Regions from separate parts of the Mus musculus genome. Here regions 1 and 3 are each linked to region 2. Evidence: chromatin contacts called from public Hi-C and promoter capture Hi-C data. All regions are on one chromosome and are shown on one strand. The core of a region is the stretch at or near the end of the contact, and the rest is flanking DNA. Distances in the headings are between cores, read along the strand shown.

Evidence for each region. Promoter capture Hi-C pulls out the DNA fragments that hold promoters and counts their contacts. A called contact is a pair of places that touch in the nucleus more often than the background predicts.
Region 1: a contact with region 2 is called in a Hi-C map of cerebellum, with 2.5 times the contacts expected there. The contact joins two enhancer-like sites. A contact is called at or near these places in 1 of 39 promoter capture datasets (maxillary cranial neural crest), 2 of 484 Hi-C or Micro-C datasets (cerebellar granule neurons and cerebellum) and 1 of 9 other capture datasets (embryonic stem cells).
Region 3: a promoter capture Hi-C map of hippocampal neurons shows a contact between it and region 2, with 9 times the contacts expected there. The contact joins two enhancer-like sites. A contact is called at or near these places in 4 of 39 promoter capture datasets (cranial neural crest, embryonic stem cells, hippocampal neurons and 1 more), 1 of 484 Hi-C or Micro-C datasets (cortical neurons) and 1 of 9 other capture datasets (adipose tissue).

Annotation. Positions count from the first base shown.
Region 1 is chr13:8,566,129-8,569,981 of GRCm38.p6, forward strand. It overlaps Adarb2 (adenosine deaminase, RNA-specific, B2), which reads left to right. Exons shown (of 10, transcript NM_052977.5): 3 at 3,539-3,853. Among named protein-coding and RNA genes, the nearest start is that of Wdr37, 300 kb to the right of the region's middle. Within about 2 kb of position 1,808, at least 2 of the 459 cell types and tissues checked have an H3K27ac peak or open chromatin away from gene starts, as enhancers often do. A contact at or near this core is called in cerebellum, where this site is marked.
Region 2 is chr13:8,204,993-8,209,369 of GRCm38.p6, forward strand. All of the region lies in intron 1 of Adarb2 (adenosine deaminase, RNA-specific, B2), which reads left to right. Among named protein-coding and RNA genes, the nearest start is that of Adarb2, 4.3 kb to the left of the region's middle. Within about 2 kb of position 2,544, at least 6 of the 459 cell types and tissues checked have an H3K27ac peak or open chromatin away from gene starts, as enhancers often do. A contact at or near this core is called in cerebellum and hippocampal neurons, where this site is marked.
Region 3 is chr13:8,536,732-8,540,835 of GRCm38.p6, forward strand. The region is part of intron 1 of Adarb2 (adenosine deaminase, RNA-specific, B2); the gene reads left to right. Among named protein-coding and RNA genes, the nearest start is that of Wdr37, 330 kb to the right of the region's middle. Within about 2 kb of position 2,325, at least 7 of the 459 cell types and tissues checked have an H3K27ac peak or open chromatin away from gene starts, as enhancers often do. A contact at or near this core is called in hippocampal neurons, where this site is marked.

The sequences.
Region 1 (3,853 bases), core at 558-3,057, 360 kb after region 2:
CTGTAACCCCAATGTTCAGGAGGCAGAAACCGGGGGATCCATGGCCATCCAGCCTAGGCAACTTGGAAAGCTCCAGGTTCGATTGAAGATCCTGTGTCAATTGGAAAGGAAATCCAGCATCCACCTTTGGTCTCCACACTTGTGTACAAAACAGGCACATGTACACACACACACACACACAGAGAGAGAGAGAGAGAGAGAGAGAGAGAGAGAGAGAGAGAGAGAGAGAGAGAGAAACTCATACCCCAGTCTAATAATCAAAGTTTATATGAGGAGTTCCATCTACAACAGTAGCAAGATACTAAGAGTTACAGAAGAGAAGCAAATAAAAAGGGATTTCACAGTGTGTAGGGCAAAAATGTTGTTTTCTGAGTTCGATTCTCTAAGATACAGCAGAGGTCATCTGATAGGCTAGCCACCATAATCACACTGGCACACTTATTAAATCCCCACATTGTAAGAAATCAATAAGAAATTAGAAGGCTCCAAGCAGGTTTCTAGGCAATCTGATGTGGGGATTTGGGAATTGTTTTGTTTGATCTTTATTTTCCATTTTGAGTTCAGTTTGGGGAAAAATCACACAGTTTAATCTAATGTACACTCTCCATTGGCTTGAAATGCCCTAAATGACAGAGTGCATTGCTGTGTGCATACCAGAGCACGCAACGATTAACACAAACAGTTGAGATTTAGCACTCGCTATCTAAACGGTAATTATTTTTGCTGAGATCCATAACAAATGAACGTTGCATGGTTATACCTTAAAAAACACTCAGATTCACACTTCTGAACAAACTAACCTCCCCAAATCCTAATAGCTTTTTAGTAGCAAATTGATATAGTAGTAAGCCCATTTCACAACTCAGAAAATTAAACCGAGAGCCTGAGCTCCATTTCAACGCAGAGCCCCCACGTGTAGCATCGATGAAAGGGCAGTTTTGGCTTCTTTATAAAGACGTGATAGCTATGACCGATGGGCTAGCGCTGAGCTAAAGGGAGGTTAGAGTGCACGCTGAAAAGAACATTCTCAAACGTCAGGATACCTCGGGAAGGCACCTGATGTTCAAAGGCATCCTTTGTGACTGTGAAATTGTACTTTCTTCTTCATTATTCTCCAACAACAATGCCATAAACTGAGAGGTGAGAAGCACAGTGGCGGTTCTGGCAGGTCTCAACCTGCGTAGCTTTCAGGCTGCAGAGAAGCAGGTCCGTGTGTCAACAGCCAGCCAGGCATTCACTGTTCTTGAAGCTGTTGGTTCACTGGAAAATTCACCTGCCGTTTCCACTTGCTTAATGAGAGAAAAAAGAACACATTTACACCTGCCACGGAGCTGAGAGCTCCCAGCTCCTGAGAACATGTGTGAGGTGCTTAGAGAAATGTGGGCACGATTTTGCCTGGCCAGATCAGCCCCGGGACTCATCACACATGGGGTAGACTTGGCTTCATTATATCCAGATGGCCTGGGGAGGGGTGTTAATCTACAAAGGCCAAGAAAATGTCACAATCATTCTGCATCCATAAAATCAACTTACAGCCACTGCATGGATGAGTGCAATGTGAGATTCCTAGGACTGAGTCCCAACCTAAACACTTGCCATAGCAGGCAACCTCTGTAAATAATTTCAACTCCTTGAGCCTCGGTTTCCAGCTATCTGCTCGTAAAGTGTTCACCATACTAGCCACTAGCTCCCTAAGGACTAATGAAAAAGAAATGTAGCAAAGTTAGGTACTCAATAGAACACATCAAAGCTGCCAGGGATCGGTAGAAGATGGCAGGCTGTTCACAGGCATAATCCTTGGCTTTGGATAACACATTTTTGAGTTTAGCATTCCAGAAGCACGTGCCCTGGCAAAGTGCAGCAGGGGGCTCAGTACCACTGTGGCTTTCACACCTGGGGTTTTCTAAGAGAACAACTTTATTAGAGAACAGTTAGCCAAGGTGGCTAGTCTTAAATTGTGTTTAAACTTGTCTAGCTCTCACAGTTCTAAGTTACCGTTGTGTATAGGTAGCTTCCTAGCTGCACAAGAGAAGCAGGTCTGTATGTCAAGTCTGTTTTTGAAGCTGTGGGTTCACTGGAAACGTCACCTGCAATTTCTACTTGCTTAAAGAGAGAAAAAAAAAAAAAAGAACACATTCACACCTGCCACGGAGCTGAGAGCTCCCAGTCCCTGAGAACATGTGTGAGGTGCTTAGAGAAATGTGGGCATTACTCCGCCTGGCCAGATCAGCCCCGGGACTCATATGTATGTATATATGTGTATGCATATATACATATATATGCACATATACATATCTGTGTGCATGTGTAAAAATATATGTACAGATATATCTATGCATGTATACATATATGTGTGTATGTATATATGTATATATACATATATTTACAAAGTTATAGTTTTGCTAAATTTACTCTATCTTAACTTTTTGCAAAAGCAATAAAATGTTGGATCAACAAGATGGATGAGGTGACAAAGGTGGCCACCAAGCCTGATGACCTGAGTTCAATCCTTGGAACCCACATGGTAGAGAGAGAAAACTGACTCCTGCTCCTGCAAGTTGTTCTCTGACCTGCCCACACCTGCGCCCTCATTTCTCTCTCTCTCCTCTCTCTCTCATACACACACACACACACACACACACACTTTAAAAAAAAGAAAAGAAAATGCCACAGTAGAAATGAAGCCATTCTTTGTCCTCGTATTTCTTTTCCTTCCTTCCCCCACCTCCTCTGGGAGATGGGGCTGTGTCTTTGTGACATAACTGCCCTCAGTTGTTTCATAAGTCTGATTATATGAGTAATATGTAACATGTGTATTCTTCAGACACCCATGAATTCTATCCTACTCAGTGGATTCCTTTTGCAAGTCCATTTTGCCATCTAGCACTATGTAGAGGAGATTTACTTAGGTTGAAGCACATGGAGTCGACGAGGCTATCACGTTGTATTATCATTCAGCAGTTGGATTCTACTGCAACCTAACCAGTCCTCTAAATGTGGGAAGCTATGTATTTCCTACATTTTCAACTGTAAAAACAATATACCACAACGAACATCTTTGTTAATCTCAGTTCTAGAATGTGTTCCTGATGACAGAACTCCTGAGAAGGTAGTGTTTCTTGGTTGTCAGTGGGTGTTGGAAGGAAGGCACTCATCATTTGCCTATGGGTACTGAGGAGGTAGGACATTCATAGGTGACGACATCACAACTCATACTAACAACCAGAGACTGTGAGAACATGCACAGGACACACGCCTTGCCTGTCTCTTCCTCATGTCTTCTCAAGCCTGACTTTCTGAGACCTCCTGGATGACGGAGGACCTCCCCCCCTCCAATAGGCAAATGGTCCCCACTGGTCTCTTGTATCTTGTGAAAGTCATTACAGCACCTTTTCCAGACCTGGCCTGAAGTGCTGATGGCAAGGGATCTAGGCACCTGGATTCCCCAGCCTTACAGAGCAATCATTAGCCATGATGTCTCTCATTAGTGGTGACCTGCCAGTGCTCTGGGTCATGACTAATTTGTTCTCACCTCCAGGTACCAGCAGTGCTGAAGTGAAGGAAAACCGAAATGTGAGCAACCTGGGGACCAGGCCCCTGCCCCCTGGAGACTGGGCCAGAGGCAGCACACCCAGCGTTAAAAGGAAAAGGCCGCTGGAGGAAGGAAATGGGGGACATTTCTGCAAACTCCAGCTGATCTGGAAGAAGCTCTCCTGGTCTGTGACACCCAAGAATGCGCTGGTCCAGCTGCATGAGCTGAAGCCTGGTCTGCAGTACCGAATGGTGTCACAGACGGGCCCGGTGCACGCCCCAGTTTTCGCAGTGGCTGTAGAAGTGAACGGCCTCACATTTG
Region 2 (4,377 bases), core at 1,294-3,793:
AGAAATGTAAGCTAAAGGAAATTCTCATCTTTCTTCATTTTCTTTACCATGAAGTATCAGACATACTACCTTAATACTTATTCTGGAAGGTAATAAAAAGACCCCAGGAAAGTCTTCCTTTACTATAAACTGAGCCATGACAGCCCAAAGCAAATTTTTTACAGCAAGTATTTGTATCCTTAGAAATTTTGACTTTAGGAAGGCTTCAAATTTTCATAACAAAGGCAATAGGTAAGCATATACAAGTCTCTATTGTGTGTAGACCTGTATTTAAGTGGCCTTCTCTGTGGCACCTGACAACAGCTGTTGTGGTAGGACAGTAAAACTAAACTGTTAAATATTCATTTTTACTGGCAAAGTTAACAATATAGATATACATGATCAAAATAAATAAATAAATGAATAAAAACTAGCATACTCAGCCATAGGAGAGAGTAATTGCTTTTTACATCTCCCAGGAAAAGATAAGCTTGTATGTAATATCGTGTATGATAAATGCACGTTTCTTCTACTCCATAAAGAGCAATGATGTCTTTCAATTTTATCTTAATGCTCATATATCTTCACTGAGATGGAATGGCATAGCATCAAGTTTTAAGCCTGACCAACATGAAGGACCACACATGCATGGGAGATAATTAAGGAATTCTAGGAATGCCATTAAGTAGCAAGTGAACATGCTGACTATAAAACCATTTTCATGCATTAATCAATATGTTATTAATGTATTAAACAAGTTAATAAGTAGAATCATGATAAGTGTACATATGCTCATCTGCCAGCCAAGCTCCATTTTAAAAAATGAACCATAGCATCACTTGGTCAGTATGCCGGAGAATCTTTATTTTCTACGTGTAGGCTTAAAAGGTGTCTTGGGTCGAGTATACTATCCAACAGTCTACGCCCTAAACTGAAACACTCTAGCTACAGGCTAACTGTGGTAATGATAGGATGTGATTATTGGTAAGCGCAATCCATCATCTTGGAAATGGGGTGGTTTCTTTCACAGGTTAGGTTTCTGTCACTGTACTACACAAGAAGTAATGCGTATCTTTAAAGATCTAAAAACCAGAGAAACTTGGTCACAGAACATGCCTCCCAGGGTCAGCTAGCAGAAGCCCATGTTTCTCTGCAAGAAAAAACTTTAAAGATGATTCTTGTCTTCTTTTGTTGAGACCTCATATTATTCATCTTGGCATGGCCTCCATAGGGGGTGTTTTCAGTTAGGATTTTCTTTAGAAATCGTATCTAAGTGGTTTACACTGCCTGGACAAATGGGAAGTGTGAGTTTCTCATTTTATAGGACGCACACACAGGCAAAATAAAAGTATACTGAGAAGGACCGTCAAAACATCTCATGTTTATACATGTGTCAATCTGGGGCCTGAACCCATTTGATGTGTAGAATATAGATCTGTTCGGTCCTCCTTCAGTATCAATTAGAGACGTTAGCAAAACGGTGGTTAATAAGGAGCATCTTCTGCCATCACTCACCACTGGGGTATTGCCTTCAGTAGGACGTGAAGAGGGCTCAAAGATTGGACTTATTTCATAATTCCTGGCAGAATGATTATAAATAATTTCATCTATTCAGTGCTTTATAGAGATGAGTGCTGCTGGCAGTAGAAAATAACAGCGTGTAAATACTGCGAAGCACTCATTGAAACCTCAAAAAAATAAAGGTGAAGATTCAAGGCTTTTTGTTCATTTTTATTAGCAGCAGACCATTGCAGGTAGTCCACGAGGGCTACCTCCTAAAATCAGTGTAATTCATAAAAATAAATCAGTAAAAATTTAACCCCTAACCATAGACTGTCAGGATAATAATTTTGAATAATCTTATAACTACACCTTGGTATTCTTATGCATTGAAATGGCAAACATTTTTTTTGTGTGTGTGTGTATGCGTTGTGCATCTGTTTTTCCTTTTGTTGTTGTTGTTCGTATATTTTCCCAAAGAATCTGCTCTCTGGCCTGAAATTAATTTTTCAAACAGAATATTTAAAGATACAACCCACTGTTATATACAGATAGGTAAAATGACTGAAGTGTCTGAGAATGTAAAACAAAAATCTTTTAGCACAGACTTATTGATACCCATCCGAGGTAAACTGAAGGGCACGGTTTATAGTGAGAAGTATCCATCGCCCATCAACTAGGACAGGACTTTAGGGAAGTGTCCAAACGGTATGCAAACACTTATTTGACTGAGTTGATCATTGGCAGACAACGTCTCATTCTCTGGAGCACCTAACAGCAGCTAAGAAGTTGTCTTGAGATTGAGCTATTATTCCAGGGTGCTTGGGTGTCCAGATGTTTAGGGAGACCGGGTGTGATTTTTTTGGAAACAACCCCACAAGGCAGATAGATCCACGAAAGTAAATTGGGAATCTCAGCAAGGTAGTGTGGTGTGGAGCGGAGCAGCCCGAGAACGCTGTGAGATGCAAATAAAAAGTTGGCAAAGGGGACACAGTAAGTGGAGCAGATGGATGGCAGACGCCAGCTTGTTGTGAAATGAAATTCCATGAAAAATTAATGAAATAGAAAGATTGCGCACTGGATGAGGGTGCAGCGGCCGTGTTGCTCTCCATCCCCGGCGATGCTTTAGTAATCCGTGTGGCTGTCATCTCAACGGAGAAAAGACAGCCCGTCTACACCACTGGCTCTTATCTCGCTCGCTGACAGCTCAAGAGGAAAGACTGGATTCCAGGATAAAAATCAAATTGATTAAACCAACCGTTAGGCAGGATCTAATTGCATGAGGGGGTTTTCTCCTTTTCTCTCTCTCCCTTTTAAAAATTTATATCAGAGCTTCTGGTTTCTAGTGACCCATGTAATAACAGTAATTTGAAATTGCTTCAAGGGCGTTAGATATGACGAGTGAGCTTGAATTTAGATTAAAAGTATAAGATTCATGTATTCTTATCCAAATAGTGGCATTAGGGTTATTGACAAAAAGCTATCTCAGAGGAGTATTATATAAAGAAATGCCAAGTGAGAGACTGTAATTTTTGAGACATAGAAAGGTAACACTGTGTTTAATTGAAAACATATATGTGCATATGTGTATGTTACTGTGTGGGGGGAGTGTATGTGTATTGCTTTGTGTATGTGTGAATCTAGACAGGAAAGACTAGAAACATTGGATCAATTTTGTATCCTTCTGTATCTTTTTCTAATATTCCTAGAAAATATAAGTCAGAATTTTTATAACAAAAACTGTTTAAAAAGACCCTAAGAATGAAAAAAGATCACTCAACTCTTTGTAATTTATAAATTTTATTTCTAAACATATGTTACTGTGACCAATCTGGGTGCTAATGACTTGCAAACAAGATTTGTAAAAGGGCATATTTTCTTATCATGAACAAGATATTAAAAGCTCTTAACCAGCTTGAAAAAAAATTAAATCACATTCCAAGTGAGCCATGAAAACCATGAATGTCCTTTGCAAACTAGTTCAACTATTGAACATTACCATTTTCCATGTGTTTCTCTGTGAGCACAAAATAATTTGAAAAAAAAAAAAAAACCTGAGAAAATGAAGGTAAGACAGCAGAGCCTGCTGGCTGAGGCTCTGACAATTCTGATCCTTGCTGCTTGGGTTTGTAGATAACATGAATCTAAATTAACCCCTAATTTTTCAATTAAATGATTTCCTTCGCTCAGAGGAATATAGGCTGTAAGTTCTTGATTGTTTAAATATAGTCATTTATTTATAGCTCTTAATGTATAGTTCACCTAATACGCCAATGTCAGTAGAGCGACATGGCTTTCAAAATTCGAAGAAATCAGGGCGGGGGGAATTCCTTTTAAATTTTGAATACACGTAAGTTTGAAAGGGTCCTTGGGAGACCTTAAAAAGGGCCAATGAAAAGGTGCCTTCAGGATTTACAAACCTGCAGACAGACCTGTGTTTCTACTTATGTCCCTTGCCAGCCTGGAACCAAGGCATCCCTGCTTAGTGATCAGGTTCAGGTTGTCCTTTCTGTTTTTATTTTAGTTAGAAGGAAAGGAGGTTGAGGGCTGTTGTGTCTGGCTGCTTGGATGACTTCAAGTAAAGTGAAAAGTGCAGTTCTAAGCTCTAAATCTGCAGCTGAAAACATGAGAGTGGATCCAGTTTTCCAGGAACCACATCCAAGAATCAGCTACCTATGAGCTGATTTGTTTGGCTTTTAAGGGAATTTTAGTTTCTCAGACACGAATGTGGTGCACAACAGCAGACTTTCTTTCCTGGAGAACTGTGTATCTTATAATAAAGAGTTAATGGAGTCACCTGGGTCCTCTCTATCCATGCAGGGTATTTGATTACTTTTATTTTAGTTATAGATATTGAACATGAAAGGAAGAAGCATAATTCAACTTTATTCTTTTATT
Region 3 (4,104 bases), core at 1,075-3,574, 330 kb after region 2:
AGCAATGAATTTCATTGCTAAACAAACTAGAAAAAAAAATGTGTCCTGAAGCAGTCTGTCTCTTAGCTTTCAGTAGTTCAAGACGGGCAGGGAAGGACTGGCGAGCAATGGGTTTGGATTCAGCTCCAGCCGATGCAGTGCACAATGCTGTCTCTGCCATCTGCAGAGCCCCACCTTGCTGTCATTTAAAATCTAGACTGCCAAGTTACACAATGATAACAGCGCAGTGGAAACAGAGCTGATGCCCTACAACTCGTAACCTGTCCCAAATTATTCAAGGTGGTGCTGTCCTTGGCTCACAAAACAAAAAAAAAACAAAAACCAGCAGTGCAATGACAGTCCAGCTCTCAGCCATGTTGTCCTTGTAGAGAGTTTAGCTGACAGGACACTCAAGGAGACTTTGTCAGCAGCTGCTAGGGGTGCACACTGCTGTTATGGCTCTGGTGACACAGCCCATGAGATGAGCTTGGGAGGGCATTCTCTTAAGTCAGATAGACCCAGAAAAGAGCTCATTTAGTGGAGCTCTCAGTGTGAAGATTTCTATCTGCCTAGGCTCCATGGCCAAAGTTCAAAGGCAGCAGCTGACAGAAGTTTCTTTCTCTTAAAGAGCTGATCTTCCTTTGGGAACAACTGGCCACTTTTTAAATTTTTTATCTCATTTTGATTTATGTGTGTGGGTGTGTGTGCGCATGCGCGAGTGCATGTGTGAATGTCTGCTATGTGTGCAGGTGCTGTCAGTGAGCAGAAGAGGGCATTAGATCTCCTAGAGCTGAAATAATAGGCAGTTACGTCCTGATGTGGATGCTGGGAATTGAACTCGGATCTCTGAAAGAGCAGTAAGTGCTCTTAACAGCTGGGCTGTCCCTCCAGTTTATGTTTTAATTAACTAAGCCCTTCAGTGTTTGTCATTGAGAAAACAATGGCTTCCCTGGACAGAAGTTATTTCTCAACCTAGTTAATCCAGAACTACTAAAATGTTCCAGTAGCAAAGACCCCCCCCCTTCTCATCTCTCCTATTGTGTGTGCACATGCATGTGCACATGCATATGTGTACTCACTTCTGAATGCGCTAGTAGAAATGAAGGTCCGTGTGTGTGCCCGTGGAATTAGACACTAGAGAACAATCTCAGCTGTCACTCCTCAGGTGTCATCTACCTTGTCTTGTCTTAGTTTTGAGACAGTCTCTCATGTCCCCGAAATTTACCAAAAAGGCTAGACATACTGGCCAGAAAGACCTAGGTATGCAGATCTGTCTACTGATACAGTGCGGATAATAGAAACGTGTACTACTGTGCTTAGCTTTTCGCATTGCACTAGAAATCACTCAGGTCCCTTTGCTTAGAAGGCAAGCACATCACCAACTGTGTATGCCCCCAGCTTGGAATAAGACCCCAATTCTTGTTCACAGTGAGCCCAAAGAAGAGCCTGCAACCTGGATCTGTGAGCCGTCTGAGTTGTGAAACCTCTCCACAGATGTCACATCTAGTCAGTACCTGTGGAACAGAAACCCCATGAGTGGGTCACAGTAATACATGATCCTGCCATCTCATAGCCATGAACTGGGGAAGTGAACTAGCCGAACCAGCAGAGGACAATACAATCATCACCTTAATAGAGGTGCTTATAGGGTAGCCCAGAAGCCTGAGGGAGGGACTTCCATCTGAAATACTGTATTAAATGAAAGAGTGTGAAGAGATTAGAGAGGGAACAGGCCTATAGCATGCTGAGTGGATCCCAGGCTGCAGGCAGGGAGATGCCAAATCACTAATCTACAAATGAGCTGAGTTCTGTGGAAGCCATTTTTCCCCTTAGACTATTAGACTGCAGCAGTCCCCATGTGTTTTTTGCAAAGCCTCTGCACTTTTCAGACTGACTGCTCATTTTAACTTGGCCCAAGCAGCAGCCTCAGTCTGTTCATTCTGGCATGAATCAGGTGAGAATGAATGCTAATGGCCCCTTACTGACTACTGTAGCAAAAGAGTTCTTTAGAAAATACATCACAATTTGAAAGGGACCAGCCTACACCTTGCCAATACCAAGCAGAGCAATTATTTCTGCATCTCAATATGGGGTTCCAACTCTCATCCCAGATCCAGCAAATGCTCTGCTCCACGATATCTAAGAGGAGGACAGTGATAACTGAGTCGAGGTCCTTACGATGACCCGAGGAGCTATTTCGATGCTTGCTTTAGTCGTGAGGGACTTGAAGCCGGTTTTAAAAAAAAAAAAAATGAAGTTTTGTAATTAGAATTACATAAGTCAGAATAAATTTGGTTGCAAGTGTTAGGTAACCGGTCTTGGCTCATGGAACTGAAGAGTTGAGAGCGGGCTTACTCAGATCCAGCTGGAATCAGAATGTAATGACGGATAGAAATCAGAGTTCAGGCTCAGGCTGAGCCCAGCCTTCCCCTACCTCTGACTCTTTCCCTTTTGGCTTGGTAACCGAAAGGTCGAGTATCCTGGAGTTATATACTCCAGATTCATCTGGTTACCTCATCTAGTAGGACTGTTTATCGTAAATCAAGAACTCTACATCTGATTCTCATTAGCCTAAGTCCTGTGCTCACCTATGAAAGAATCACCAGGTAAGTTAAATAGTTTCTTGGGCAAGGGACAGGTGATACATCCTGCTCACATCCCATCTTTAAATTAATGCCCTAGTGCCACCATCTTGAAATATCTAATGATTTATTAATAGGGGCTCCATACTTTCGTCTTGCTATGGACTTTGCAAATTTTGGGGTCTCTTATGATCAGGAAGAGAGAGTAGTTTAGATTATCAGTGCTCCCCTTAGAGATGAGATGCATGTGAGCCTTACTCTACCAGTAACCCACAACTCAGCAATGGGTGCTCCCAGAGAAGTTCTGCTTGCTGACAGGAAATGGGTACTAAGGAGCAAAGGCTACAAATATGGGAGATCCCACAACAGACGCTTGTATAGAAGCCTTTGCTGCTGTCTTGGTCTTAGGATGATTGACGTGTCTTGCTACTCACGTTTGCTGTAGGAAGTGAAACTATATCATCATAATTTGAGTCATATGCAAATAAATAAATGTTTTTATTTTACATGGAATCTAAATCTGTACAGCATTGTTTCTCAGTGGAACACCCTCCATTCGTTTGCTACCAGATCTCCACTTTGTACAAAGCCACTGTCCCATAGTGGCTTAGTAAAACACTAGGCCTACACTGACTGTTGGTGATCACCCTCTTCATTTTCTTTTGTTTTGTTTTTTCTTTTTTGTTTTTGTTTTTGTTTTTGTTTTTGTTTTTGTTTTTCAAGACAGGGTTTCTCTGTGTAGCCCTGGCTGTCCTGGAACTCACTTTGTAGACCAGGCTGGCCTCGAACTCAGAAATCTGCCTGCCTCTGCCTTCCCAAGTGCTGGGATTAAAGGTGTGTGCCACCACCACCCGGCATGCTCTTCATTAATAGCACTTTAGAATATACACCCTCTCTGTTTAGATCACCTCTCTACACATGGTACTGACTTTTGCCCTTAAAGAAAGTTAGACTGTTTCCCATGTGTCGCCCTAGTCTGAAGCTCAGCAATTCAAAGCTAAATGCAAGCTTACAATTGCATCACTTGGAAAATATCCTCAGGGCAGTCCCAGTGACATTAGTCTGGGCCTTTTGATGGTCCATGCATCAGCATTTCTCAGAGGTGGGTGCCCTGAGATGCTCATGAAAGGCCTTCCAAGGCCTAAGAAAGACTACATGCTCAATCCATCTCAAATATTTCAAATGATGTCAGAAAACTCCAACCCTAAAAAGCCTTCCCAGTAAAGAAGTTGTTTTAATTTTATAGACCCCAGCCTTCCACAGTGCATTTAAAACACAAGGTGCAAAACTCCCCCTTAGATCTCTCCTACATGTGTAACTCTATGAGAGTGTAGAACACACCCAAAAGTTGTATAAATGTGCAGTGGTCAGCCCAGCCCAGAAATCATTGCAAAGTTTGTATGTGTATCTGAAAATTGGGGGGCTGGCATGGTTCAGCAAGTAAGTAGACTGCAGGACCCAGGACCCACATGGTGGTGGAAGGAGAGGGGCAACTCCTATGGGTTGGCTTCTGACCTTCAGAGGTACACAGCTCTGCTCCTCT